3 separate regions of the Anser cygnoides genome follow, and all the other regions are linked to region 3. A link is a contact called in public Hi-C data. All regions are on one chromosome and are shown on one strand. The core of a region is the stretch at or near the end of the contact, and the rest is flanking DNA. Distances in the headings are between cores, read along the strand shown. Region 1 holds the start of VANGL1 (VANGL planar cell polarity protein 1). Region 2 holds the start of GSK3B (glycogen synthase kinase 3 beta). Region 3 overlaps LOC125179971 (a long non-coding RNA gene).

Region 1 (3,886 bases), core at 726-3,225, 320 kb after region 3:
CAAAGTTTATTTTTAGCCATAGCAGTTAGATATTGAGATAACGTTAAAGGTTACGAATTACAAAAGGTTTCCCTAGTGAAAGTGCTCTCCTTTAGGAGACTGCATGCTTTCCTACGTTTTCTATTTGAAAATAAAAAAATAAGTCTACAGACCCTGAGCAACCCCGCAGCACGCTACACAGCTGGACTCCACATGACAGAGTCTGTCTCTGATGCCTCCATCTGCCCAATCCTCGATATCTGACTTGGCAAGAAGGAAGGGCAAGGGCATGATCCCCAGGGAAATCGCCAGGTTTTGAATTCAACCTAAATCAGGTAGTTCTGAGATAAAGGCTAATGATAAATTAAAAAGTCCTAAGACAGTTTTCGAAACAGTTCGTTTTCCTCCTGCTGCCAAATTCCCCGGTGTCAGTACCAGACGTGGAGGAGCACGGCACTCCTCGTGCCTTTACAATTACAGTTTCCCCCTAGCAGAGCCAGACATCACAGTTCTCTGCTCAATCCTGTCCCTCAAGTCCCTTCTCAGCACCTCAGTAACAGCAAAACTATGTTTCTGACACTATTCTCAGCTCTGGTTGTCAGAGGCATGGGTGGAAGGCAGGCTACCAGAACAGTACGACATGTAGTTTTGCTAGGACAACTGCAGACACGTTGGTAGTGTTTCCCCAGAACAGTACCCTGGCCTCCTCGTGGTGGTAAGTCCTCCCTAGGTGCATACGTCCGTAATGCATCAAAGGCCACCACGAATACCGCTATCACTCACCAAAACCAAGAGGACACCAGCAGCCACAGGGAATCCTGTATTTGGGTGAGCATCACCAGGCACAGCTCAGGCGTCTGCTCTCCTCCCAGGCAGCCGGCCAGCGACCACGGGCCGTTAGCTCTTTGCCTGGGTGGCTCCCAGGCAGGCTGGAAACCCTTCCAACACCTCGGCTCACAGGGAGAGCTCTTCGGGGAGGCTTTCTGCAAGACTCACTTGTTAATTTTCAAAAATAAATGGTCAAGTGAGGTGCTGGCAGAGCCAATGCCGGTCTCGGAGTTGCAGCCAGCTGCAAAGCCAAACCCCGGAGGGGGACGAGAGCCAAGCACGCTCACAGCCGAGCTGTCCGAAGGCTACGCAGCCCCAGCGCTGCTGGAGCTCCCTTCCCTGCGGTGCCTCTCCTCTGAGCTGGGACACCCCGGCAGCGGGCTTACGTGTGACACAGTGTGAGCTCCGCAACACCCCGATTTGCTCCTCTGGGCAGTGTCGCTTCACGCATGAACTCCCTAGAGCTGCAAAGACTTCGGGGCGAGGCGCGATGACAGACCCAGGGCTGAGGAAAGCCCCGCTGTGGCAGCAGGAGGGTTGCCAGGTCTGCTTCCCCCGCCTGGAAGCGCTGCCACAGAGCCACCCGCGCTCTGCGAGCGGAGAACTCAGCCTCTGCGCTAAGAAAGCCTGCTCCCAGCCCGGATAACCCTGCTCACAGCCCGGATAACCCTGCTCACAGCCCGGACAAGCGCCCAAACCGGGACAGGACGGGCTTCCAGGGGCTGTGCCGAGCGTGCCCTTACGGGACCAGCGGCTGCGGCTTTGCCCTCTGCCGGGCGCGCTCAGACCCGCAGCCGGGCAGCGCCGGGAGGGGCGGCAGCCACCTCCCGCAGCCATCTCCTCCTGCACCCCCTGCACCCCCTGCGCCCACCTCCTCCAGCCCTGGTCCTGCAGCCCTCGTCCCCATCCGCAGCACAGCAGCCACCTCTCAGCCCTGCACGCCCACGATTTTTTGGGCCCACCCTGCCGGGCTATGAGCCCCCCCGCCTCCTTCCCGACAGACGGACACACGGACGGACACACGGACGGACGGACCGACCTGCCTCCCCCATGCCCGCTCGGCCGGACCTAGCCCCGGCCCTCCGCCGCCTTCCCCCGGCGGCGGCCGCCGTTCGCCGCCGCTTTCCGCTTCCTGTGCCCGGCACCGCCCCGCAGCCCCGCCCCGGGCCGGCCCCGAGCCCTCCTCATCCCTTAATAACAATTAATTCTGTCAGCTGGCTGGTGGGGGGGGGCGTGAGGGAACCCCCCAGATCCCAGCTGTGTGCTTTGAGTTACTGAGGTACAGCCCGCTCCACAAAGGGGACAAACACAGAGGGCACTGAATTCCTCCTGTCAGACAGCTCCTGCGTTGCCTTCGTGTGGCCTCTATAGCTTACATCTTTTATTTTTCCCTTCCAATTTCCCTTTTTTCCAAAATAATGCGCTAACTTTGCTTGTGGTACCCGTCCCCTACTCACCATCTGCACAACATTACGTGATTTCACCATTTCAGTCAGGCAGGAGTTAGAAGAACCGTTCCCATATCCCTCCAGTTTGGCAGCTCCATTGCCTCCTGCTCCGCACGGCGTACATCTTACCCACCCCGTGCCTGGCTGGAAGAGGCCGGTCTCAAGTGATAGGCTCCATCTCACGTTGTACACCAACATGTGCCTAAACCTGCCCACGGCCCTGGCACTCCGCTGCATTCCAGACAGTCGCCCTGCCCTGGAAAGTGTTCGACATCGAGCTGAGAGCATCACCGGGTGCTCGTGGCTCCCAGCTGCCAAACCTTCACTACGGGGCAGCTTGGTTTCCTGCTCAGAGCAGGGGAACATGACAAAAGGCAACAGGCTACAGCTTATTCAACCCATGCATCTGGGACAGGGGAGAGACTCAGGGCATGGTTTTACTGGTGTGGCGTGGGGAGGACAAGGGGGGATGCTGCCCTCTCCGACAGGCTACAGGAACTCGGGGAGTAAAACTTCAACAGAGAAGGGGACTTTTTCAGAAGTCTTTAACTGGACTTCTTTGGACCAAGAACCTCCTCTGTCCAGTCCCTATTTCTTCTTCTCCTATTATGCTACCCCAGCAGCTGCTCAAGATTTTCTCAGTAGACACAGACAAGAAAAGGCTTGTGTACTGCACAGCCAGTAAGAGACTGGAAAGACTGAAAGATTCCTGAATACTAGTTTCGTGGTTCAGAGCAGCAGGACTCATTGCAGTACACGGAGGAAAGGAGATCCATATGAGATCTCAGCTGGGGATACATCTAGGCCCTGTCCAGACCCAGGTGGCACAGATATGCGTCAGACCCAGCAGCAAGCCCTCTGCCACCTGACTGTGTCAAGCTGTTAAACAAAGCACTGGCAAAGAAAGGATACACTGAAGACAGGCTCAGAGGCAGATACTGAGGTGCTGTTACATGCTTATCTTTCATCATCTGTTTAAACCACTCAGACATGAGGAAACTTTTGGCATGAGTCAACCTACTTGTGCGGTAGGGTCATAGTTTAGAAATCTGTAAAGTGCTAAGCTATGTCAGCGTAGCATATCACTACTGAATAGGCAGGATTAGAGGTGTTTGTTGTTATTTTCTTGATTGTTTGTTTTAAGAATACCCAGAGCAGATCGTAGATTCACAGGAGAATGATTTAAGTTGGAATGGACTTTTGGAGACCATCTGGTCCAGTGTCCTCATTCAGAACAGGTCAACTGGAGCAGGTTGTACTAAGCCATGTTTTGAGTATCTCCAAGGAGTCCACAGCCTCCCTGTGCAACGTATTCCAGGGTTTGAACAGTAAAACGTATAACGAATGAAATGAACTAGTAAAAACGTTTTCTTATGTTTAAATGGAATTCCATGTATTTCAGTCTGTGACTGTTCCTTCTTTTCCTTTCACTGGGTTCTGCTGAGAAGAAACTGGATCCACCTTCTTTATTCGCATCAAATATTTATACACATCAATACACATTTATATGCATCGATTCCCCTCTGAAACCTCTCTTTTCAAGGCTGGAAAATCCCAGCTCTCAGCCTCTCCTGGTATGTCAGATGCTCCGATCCTTTAATTATTTTAGTGGACCTAGGCCAGACTCACTC
Region 2 (4,276 bases), core at 725-3,224, 290 kb before region 3:
CAAAGCTGTTGTACAGGGTAAATCTTAGCTGCCTTTGGCCAGATCTTTCATTGCTCACATAGCAGTGTTGCTTGGAATGGGACACAAGAAGAAAAAAAGGATAAACAGGCAATATTTTGATGCCTTGAAAAGAAAGCAGCAGCTCTTAGACTCTAGCGCTGGCAAAAAGTGCTGCTGCTAGTCCAAGTTACTTTGTTTGTGGTATAAACTACTCTGGCGAGAACATTTTTTTTTTCTTTAAATGGTATAAGCAAGCAGTACTCAACTTTTGCAGAGGGCTGCTGAGTAATGTTACCGAGGTCACGGCAGGGAGCAGTTCTCCAGCTCCTGCTCTGCCAGATGAGTTGTCCCCACGGATATTTAAGAACCCTGGAGAAGTACAGGCTCTTCCAGAAGTCACAAGAACGGTCTGGACGCTGGCCAGGGCCAAGCAAAATCCACTCATGGTGGCACCAAGACCTGGATACGAAGGCCGTTTTAGTGGCTCTAATATAAGCTGTGTTTCCTATAGTTTGCTAGCGAGAGCTGAACTGAGAGAACTTTGTGAGCCTTTGTCTGTTCCCCCTTCACTCAGGCTGGTTTCTGCAGTAGGTTTATCACCCTGTCCCCGTCCCCTCTGCTCCTCACGGTGATCGCCGGCACTACACAGCCGTGCTTTTTAAAAAGCCACCTCGCCACATCGCTATTTCATTTCCACAGCCACACCACTTTGTGCGACAGCAGCGATCCGTTTAAACCCTTTTATTTTACATTAACAGGAACGGAACCTTGCATTTTTAACAGGAATTATTAAACCTTTGTGCTTCCACGGGGTGCAGGCCTGCACACCCCTAGGGAAGCGGCCCCTGACGGCCACAAGGTCACTGAGGGGGGGACCCCACGGAACAGGCCAGGGGCAAAAAGGGGTACCGGGCCCTAACGGTTGCAACGGTTTTAACAGTTCTAACAGCTGTAACCGGCCAGGTAACAGTTTTAACTGTTGTAATGGGCCAAGTAACGGTTTTTGTAACCAGCCGGGCTGTAACGGCCAGCCGGGTAACAGTTTTAACGGTTGTAACGGACCAGGTAACGGTTTTAACGGCTGTAACCAGCTGGGTAACGGTTTTAACGGTTGTAACGGCTGTAACAGGCCGGGTAACGGTTTGAACGGTTGTAACGGCTGTAACGGGCCAGGTAACGGTTTTAACGGTTGCAACGGTTGTAACGGCTCCACCGGGGGCTGCCCCGCCCTGAGACGACAGACCGGGGGGGGTTTCTTCAAACGGGCCTTAACAGCCCCGGGGCCGTTTGGGGACCGCTCCGGGGGGAGCCGTGGCGGCCATGCCGGCTCCCGGGGGCTCCCGGCCCCGGCCAACCCCCCACCCCAGGGCCACGGCCCCGGCCCCAGGGCGGCACCGGGCCCGCCCCGCCGCACTGCGCATGCGCGCTCCCTGCCGGCCCCGCCCTGCGCAGCCGGTGAGGTCATAAAGGTGAGCGAGGCGGCGCGCGAGGCCCCACCGCGGCGAAGCGTGGCCCACAGGCCCCGCCCTCCGTCCCCCACCGCCCAATGGGAGCGGGCGCTGCCCGCCGGTGCGGCCCGGGGATTGGTCGGAGGCAGACAGCTGGCTGGCGTCTTCGGGCCGCCTCATCCCCCTGAGCCAATCGCAGCGCGCCGCCGCGGCAGCCAATCGCAGCCCGCGCCCGCTCTCCGCCTCGGGCTGCGGCTCGAAGCCGTCCCAGGGCCGTGTAACCGAGGCAGCGCGCCCTCTGATTGGCTGCGCCGCTTCGGCTCCCTTCGGCTCCTCCCGGAAGAGGCGGCCGCCTCCCATTGGCTGCCCGACCGCGCTGCTAGGGCGGCGGCGGCGCTTTGCCATTGGGCCCTCGCCTCGCTTCGGGGGGACTCGGCCGCGCCCGTCGGGGCCCCGCGATTGGCTACGAGCCGCCACAGCCGTCCCCGTAGCGGCCTGGGGATTGGCCCCGACGAGGCTCGGCTGTTTCCGTGAGGGGGGGGCCAGCGAGCGCGTCGGGCCCTTCGGCTGGCTATTCACAGACGGCGCCTACGGCCGTTGCGCAGCGTAGGGCGGCGACGGGCATAGGCGGCTGCGCGGCTTTAGCAGCGGGGACCGGGGGGGGGGGTGCTCGGAGAAGCAGCAGCAGCAGCGAGCACCAGCGCTCTGAGGAAGGAGCCGCCGCCATGGCCTGCCCCGCCGCCGCCGGCCGGCGCCCGCGCTGCAGCCTGCGCAGGCTGAGCCGCCGCCAGGCGCCCGTGCGGGGGCAATGAGGAGCCGCCCGGCCGCCGCCGCCGCCTCAGCGCCGCTGTGAGGGAGGGGAGCGCAGCGAGGGAGAGGCCCCGCCGCCGGCCGCATCACCGCTCCGCCCGCCGCGGATCCCTCCGCCGCCTTCGCCGGATTCCCTTCGCGAGCGGCCGCCTCACCTCCCGCCGGAGGATCCCTCCGCAGAAGGGGGGGGGGGAGGAGGGAGAAATAGTCCCGCTGCCCGCGCCGCCTCCCGCAGAGGGCAGGGGGGAAGGCGAGGAGAGGGGGAAGGAAGAGGAGGAAAAAAAAAAAATAATAAGAAAAGAGGAGAAAAAAAAAAAAAGGGAAGGGGGAAGAGGAGACGAGGCCGTCGGAGGAGGCCGTCCCGAGCCTCCGCCCCATGTGACTGGCGCTGAGGGTGGGGGCAGCGAGGCCTAGCGCAGCCCCGCGGCGGGCGGGGGCGGCTCCGGCAGCCAGGGCGCTGCGGGGAGGGGATGGCGCTGTGAGCGGGCCGGCGGGCGGACCGACCGACCGACAGACGGACGGACAGACCGACGGACGGACGGACGGACCGACCGACCGACAGCGGGGCCGCGAGGCCGGCAGCACCGCCAGGGGAAGGCCCCCCCCCCTCTCCCCCCCCCCCCCCCCCCCCCCTCCGGCGAGGGGCCGCGGTTGATGAGGCAGGGCTCGCCCCGAGCCGCCTGAGCGCCGGGAGAGGCCGAGGAGGAGGAGGAGGAGGAGGAGGAAGAGGAGCAGCAGCAGCAGCCGGGCAGAGGGCGGCGGGGCGCAGCCGCAGCGGGAGACCATGTCCGGGCGGCCCAGGACCACGTCCTTCGCGGAGAGCTGCAAGCCGGTGCAGCAGCCCTCGGCCTTCGGCAGCATGAAAGTCAGCCGTGAGTATCGGGGTGGGGGGGAGGAAGGCTCCGGCACCCCCCGGCCCTCCCCTGAAGCCCCTCAGCCTGCCCTGGGGGTGGGCGCCCGGCTCCCAAAAAAGCCGCCCTGCCCCTGGGCTCGGCCCCTCTGCCCGCTGGCAGCCCTTCCCTTTGTGAAGCGGGCTCCCAGGGCCGGGGTTTTGTGTGTGTGTGTCTGTGTGTGTGTGTGTGTATCCCCCCCCTCCCCTTTCTCCTTCCCCACCGCCCCCCGAAATGAATGACGGGCACGCAGGTACCCCCCTGCTCCCGATCTCCCGATGTGGGGTCTTTTTTTCCTTTTTTTTTTTTTTTTTTCCCCCCTCTCCCAACGCCCGGAGATCGGGTGTGAGCACCTCCTAGTCCAGCCCATTTAAAAAAAAAAAAAGGGGGGGGGGGGAAGGGGGTTACAAAAGGTGCCTCTTTCGCGATTCAGGCAGCGGTAAAAACGCTCGATACAGGGAATAAGAACATCCTTACCGCCGCATGTGAGTATACCGAGGGGTTATTTCCAGCTCGGTACGCCTTTCCCAGCTTGCTGATCGGGGGAATATTGTTCGGAACGAGGCCTAGGCTTTATGCTGCACGGGCACGTTGGGAATTGGCAAAGTGTCGGATGTGTGCCCATCCTTCGTATCCCCCCGGCCTGGGGGATCGGCTGTTTCATGCGAATTAATTACGTCTCAGCAAATCCACGGTGTGAATGGAAAAAGGCCCTGCTCTGAGTCGCCAAAGATGAGCACTATGGTTATAATAGGCAATTTCTTGACTCCTCATTTGAATACGTGCGTATGAACGACTAAATTGTTGCCGGTTTGTGCTGCCAGCCTGGTTCTCAAAGAATATTTTCCGTTTTCTGATGGAAATGGAGGGTAGGGTCTTTATGGGACCTGGAAGGCTTGCCGTGCGTTGCCGTTTGATTGATCCATTCAATACTTGCGTGTAGCCACACCTGACACCGCTCTGTGTGTGCATGTGTGTTTCATATTGTTCGACGCGTTTCGTGCCAAAGCTCTGCGTGATCGTGGGCTTTTTGACGGATCGGGTTTTCTGATGGGTCTCTCTGCACTGAAATGTCTTCCACTGCGGTTGAAGCCTTGAAGAGAGCGTCGGGCTTGGGGTCTGTAACCT
Region 3 (3,836 bases), core at 773-3,272:
TCCCTTCCCAGATCACTCACCCCTGCTCTGAGAGACTAAATCAACCACCTGATGATTCTGGGGTGCAACTGAGGTGCTGTCTCTCCCCCTGGCCAGTCTGCCCTGTGAGTGCTCTGGGGATAAGTACAGTGAACATCATTATAATGTTCGATGGTCACAGGGCAGATAAAATCTGCATTAGGGCTCTCAGGAACCATTAGGACATTTGGTTGGGGGAGAATTTTCAAGGATCTCTTCTGAAACTTGTCGGTTTCCAAAGTTTGTCACTGATTTGGACTATTGCCTTGCCCACCTTGAATCAAAGATTACACCATCCTACTGAATTTCCTCAGGAGTGACCATAGGAAAAGCAGGGAATATAAGGAACTGATTTGGATCAGCCTGTCAATACCCAGTTAGACATGGTCTGGAATAATATTGTGCCAATTCCCACTGGTTCTCATTTTCTCCATTGGGAGCCCAGCCAGAAGTCCTTCAGGACCCTGAGTTCGTGTTACCTTGGCCCTTGGCTCTTCTTAGCTTCTGCTTTGGGGCTTACAGATCTGACTTTTAGACAATGATGTTTTGCAGAAGACAGTCAAACCAGCTTTGTTTTCTCTCATTTGCTCTAATTTCTGGATGCTGAATAACCAGCTTGTGTGCGTTCACCTTGCAGCCAGTCTCTTGAAGGTCATTTCAGACTGTTGGACTAAGCAGGGCAGCAAAGCTTGGCTGGCAGCCTTCACGAGACGTGGAGAAGCAGTCACCTGGCACAAGCCATCAGGAGCACTCATGGCCTGAAGAGCGCAGAGAGTGGAGGAGGCCTCAGAAGGAAACTGATGGGGGGTCAGGTTGGGAAGAAGTGGGTGTGAGGGTCCAGCCTAAAAGTTTCTTGGTGCATGAGGACTGGAAATAAGTGGGAGCTGTGTGAATTGCATAAGCCAAAGTCCCTCCCACATTCACTGATCTGCCCTGAGAGCTGAGGTTGTGAAACCTTGGAAACCTGCAGCACGGAGGTGCTCACTTGGACACACACTGCTGCTGACGGCACAGCTCGGGGTATCCTAACCCACGCCACGCAGGCTGTGTTGTGCAGTGAATATTCAGCCCTCGGTCAAAGCCCAGCTGTCTCACCGAGGGGATGGTTTCCAGAAGGAGCCACATTCCTGACTGTGAGGAGCTGAAAGGACTGCATATGGGCTATGCCTTAAAATAGACAGAGATATAGGAACACAGCTCATTTCCCAGGCAGCATGGACACGTGCTGACATCTCAGGCGTTTGCTCACAGGGGGAAGTGCTGCTAAAACTACAGCTGACAACCTTGGTGACAAATGTCACTGGTTGCCTTGGGGTCATTTTCAATAATGTAAAGGATTCTGGTGGAGATTTTTTTTTCCAGCAAAATTTGCCTCAGCTTTATTGTATTCTGCCTCTGTAAAAGGCAAGTTGAATGGGAAATAGATTCCCCCTCTACCAAATAATCTAGATATTAAGGAAAAGTATGTGTCCTGAGTTGGCATAAAAAGTTAAAATCTCTAACTTCTCAAAGAATTGATATTTTACTAGAAAAAAATCTCTTTTTGTTCAGTTGAAATGTTTTCTTTCAGCAACCTAAATGTTTTATTTAGAACCACTTATGTACAGTTAGCCTTCTCCTTTTTATTGACTAAGCATTGCAAATCTATGGTGAAGATCTTTTTTACTTTAAAAAATGTCTAAATATTATGGTACTTACAAAAGTGATCCCCTGAGCAATATTTCAAGCTGACATGTTCTTTGAAAGCCGCGCTTCCCCTGGAAATGATTTGGATGTGATTAACTTCCATTAAAATTTGAAAAACAGTTTGGCAGAAGGTTTCTAGCAAATTCTACTGAAACCTGTATCTCTGAGCTGTAAAACTCTTCCTGATGGTTTGCGAACTATGCAGCGATGGGTTGCAAGACAGATCTTTTTGATGGCGGTGAGAGAACTCAGTGAGATGAATTTCTCTTGGCTGCCTTTCTTATTCTAGCTACATTTGCTCTTTGAAGTAGTTGTTACATGGTCCCCCAGAAATAATACACCAGAGTGTCAGCTGTTTCTGGAAAACGCTGTGTGTAGTGTGTGTGAGGCTCGAAGTGCTGTTGGGACAGTGCTTGGCAGGTAGGAATAAACATGCTACAGCCATTCAGACGTTGCTGGTGGAGAAACCCAAGCACCAGCAAAGTAAGGCAGGTCAGAGCACAACATAAATGAGCAGATGAATGAGAAATTATCTTTTTCTTTACTGCCCGCCTCTTGCTGAGCTCTCCAGCCAGCACAGCCCCACTGCCTTGTGGTGTTGACTGGAGTATGTGGCAGCAGGCGACGGCGTGAGTTAATAATTAAACAAAAAAGCGTCATTACTCCCCTTGCCACTGCTGTCCCTCCCATAAATATCCTGCGTGGTAGAGAAATGATCCTGTGCAATGAGAACAAAGAAGACTTTTCAGGATGAGCAGATTTTCCTCTGCTGGAGACCTGCTCTCACTTTTCTCACTGCTCTCACCGGTGTTGGAAGGTTAATGCACTTGGTCTCCATAAAGGTGGAGTTCAGAAAAGACGGATGAAAAGGACACAGGGACAATCATAGCACTGATTTCCATGAATAATCTCCGCAGATGTTAGCCAGAGCCATTTCCTTATCAGAGAATACATTTCTAATAGCAATGCTTCAGAGTCTGGAAGGAAACATCTTAAAGTTACCTTTGGCATTTCAAGGCTAGAACAATTTTCACCGAGCTTCTCTGGACCTCTAGATAAAATATTAACTCTGAACTGGGTGCAGAGGCCCCAGCAGGCTGTAAAGCAGCAGCACAGATGAGGAGACAGGCTCTGGGACAGAGATGGTGAGATAGCATCCATGTCTTTAAAACCAATCTGTGTCTAGATTCACCTGACTGACACACCTGCTGACTCCCCAAAACCTTTGGCTGCACATCACAAAAAAAAAAAAAAAGGCTTGCAGGCAAGCTCCACAGATGCCAGGCCCAGGAAGGGGTCCCCTTTGCTGAAAAAGCTGGTCACCCTAACTCTGGAAGGGAAAAGTGGAGAGCCACCGTAATTTCTCTGCTGTGAAGCCTCTCTGAAGCCCCTTCTCTCACACCAGTCCAGCTCCAGCAGCTCCCAGTGATGCTGAGTGGCACCTGCTGGCCTCCGGCATTTGCACTGGGGCATTATCAGTGCCTCTGAGCTCCTGCCCAGCCTCTGTCCTGCCAGGTGCATAGGTGTTTGGCCCACATCCATAATGTGGAGTTCAGGTGCTTAAACTCCTGCATGGAGACAGATAACTGAGCCTCTGCCTTTCTCTGCTCTGCAGAGTGGCCTCGTGGTGGCAGAGCACTGTGGGGTGGCTGGGAAGAAACAGATGGGCAGAAACAGGTATTTCCCCAGGGATTTAATTCCCGAGGACCTGTGCTCCAAGCACTTAGACAAGCTGTCTCTGTAAGTGACAGAGGTGGAAGACTCCCCCTGTCTTTGCTGGCCAGTGCCAAGCTGAGTTGGTCCTTTGCTGTTCTTCTCAAAGGGGGCAGATGTCTTTTGGATGGTGCCCTCTCCATTTCCACATGCAGTAAGAGCAAGGAAATGGAAACACAGGGGTCCTGTGGTCGAGGCAAAGCCAAACAACAAGGTGATGGGAGTGGGAGTCCTGGCTCCTGTGGGCCAGCTGCTGGCTTATATTGCTTCCCTGAAGGTTGGCTAAACACAAAGCATGTGCTTGCTTCTGCTGGGCTCAGTCAGGTGTGTTTGTGGTGGCTCTGTGTGGTGCTGGGCATCCCTGCATGCCCAGAGCAGCCCCGTTGATGAGGCACCTTCTTCACTGACACCTCGCCTGC

Evidence for each region. A called contact is a pair of places that touch in the nucleus more often than the background predicts.
Region 1: a Hi-C map of liver shows a contact between it and region 3, with 1.9 times the contacts expected there. The contact joins the promoter of VANGL1 here to the enhancer-like site in region 3. A contact is called at or near these places in 2 of 7 Hi-C or Micro-C datasets (both in liver).
Region 2: a Hi-C map of liver shows a contact between it and region 3, with 2.6 times the contacts expected there. The contact joins the promoter of GSK3B here to the enhancer-like site in region 3. A contact is called at or near these places in 2 of 7 Hi-C or Micro-C datasets (both in liver).

What each region holds. Positions count from the first base shown.
Region 1 is chr1:99,254,264-99,258,149 of Taihu_goose_T2T_genome, reverse strand. It overlaps VANGL1 (VANGL planar cell polarity protein 1), which reads right to left and starts at 1,975. Exons shown (of 8, transcript XM_048057963.2): 1 at 1,847-1,975.
Region 2 is chr1:99,865,119-99,869,394 of Taihu_goose_T2T_genome, reverse strand. It overlaps GSK3B (glycogen synthase kinase 3 beta), which reads left to right and starts at 1,974. Exons shown (of 12, transcript XM_067004041.1): 1 at 1,974-3,130. The coding sequence starts at 3,043.
Region 3 is chr1:99,574,652-99,578,487 of Taihu_goose_T2T_genome, reverse strand. It overlaps LOC125179971 (a long non-coding RNA gene), which reads left to right. Exons shown (of 3, transcript XR_007158121.2): 3 at 656-2,189. Among named protein-coding and RNA genes, the nearest start is that of CD58, 41 kb to the left of the region's middle. Within about 2 kb of position 2,022, at least 2 of the 3 cell types and tissues checked have open chromatin away from gene starts, as enhancers often do. A contact at or near this core is called in liver, where this site is marked.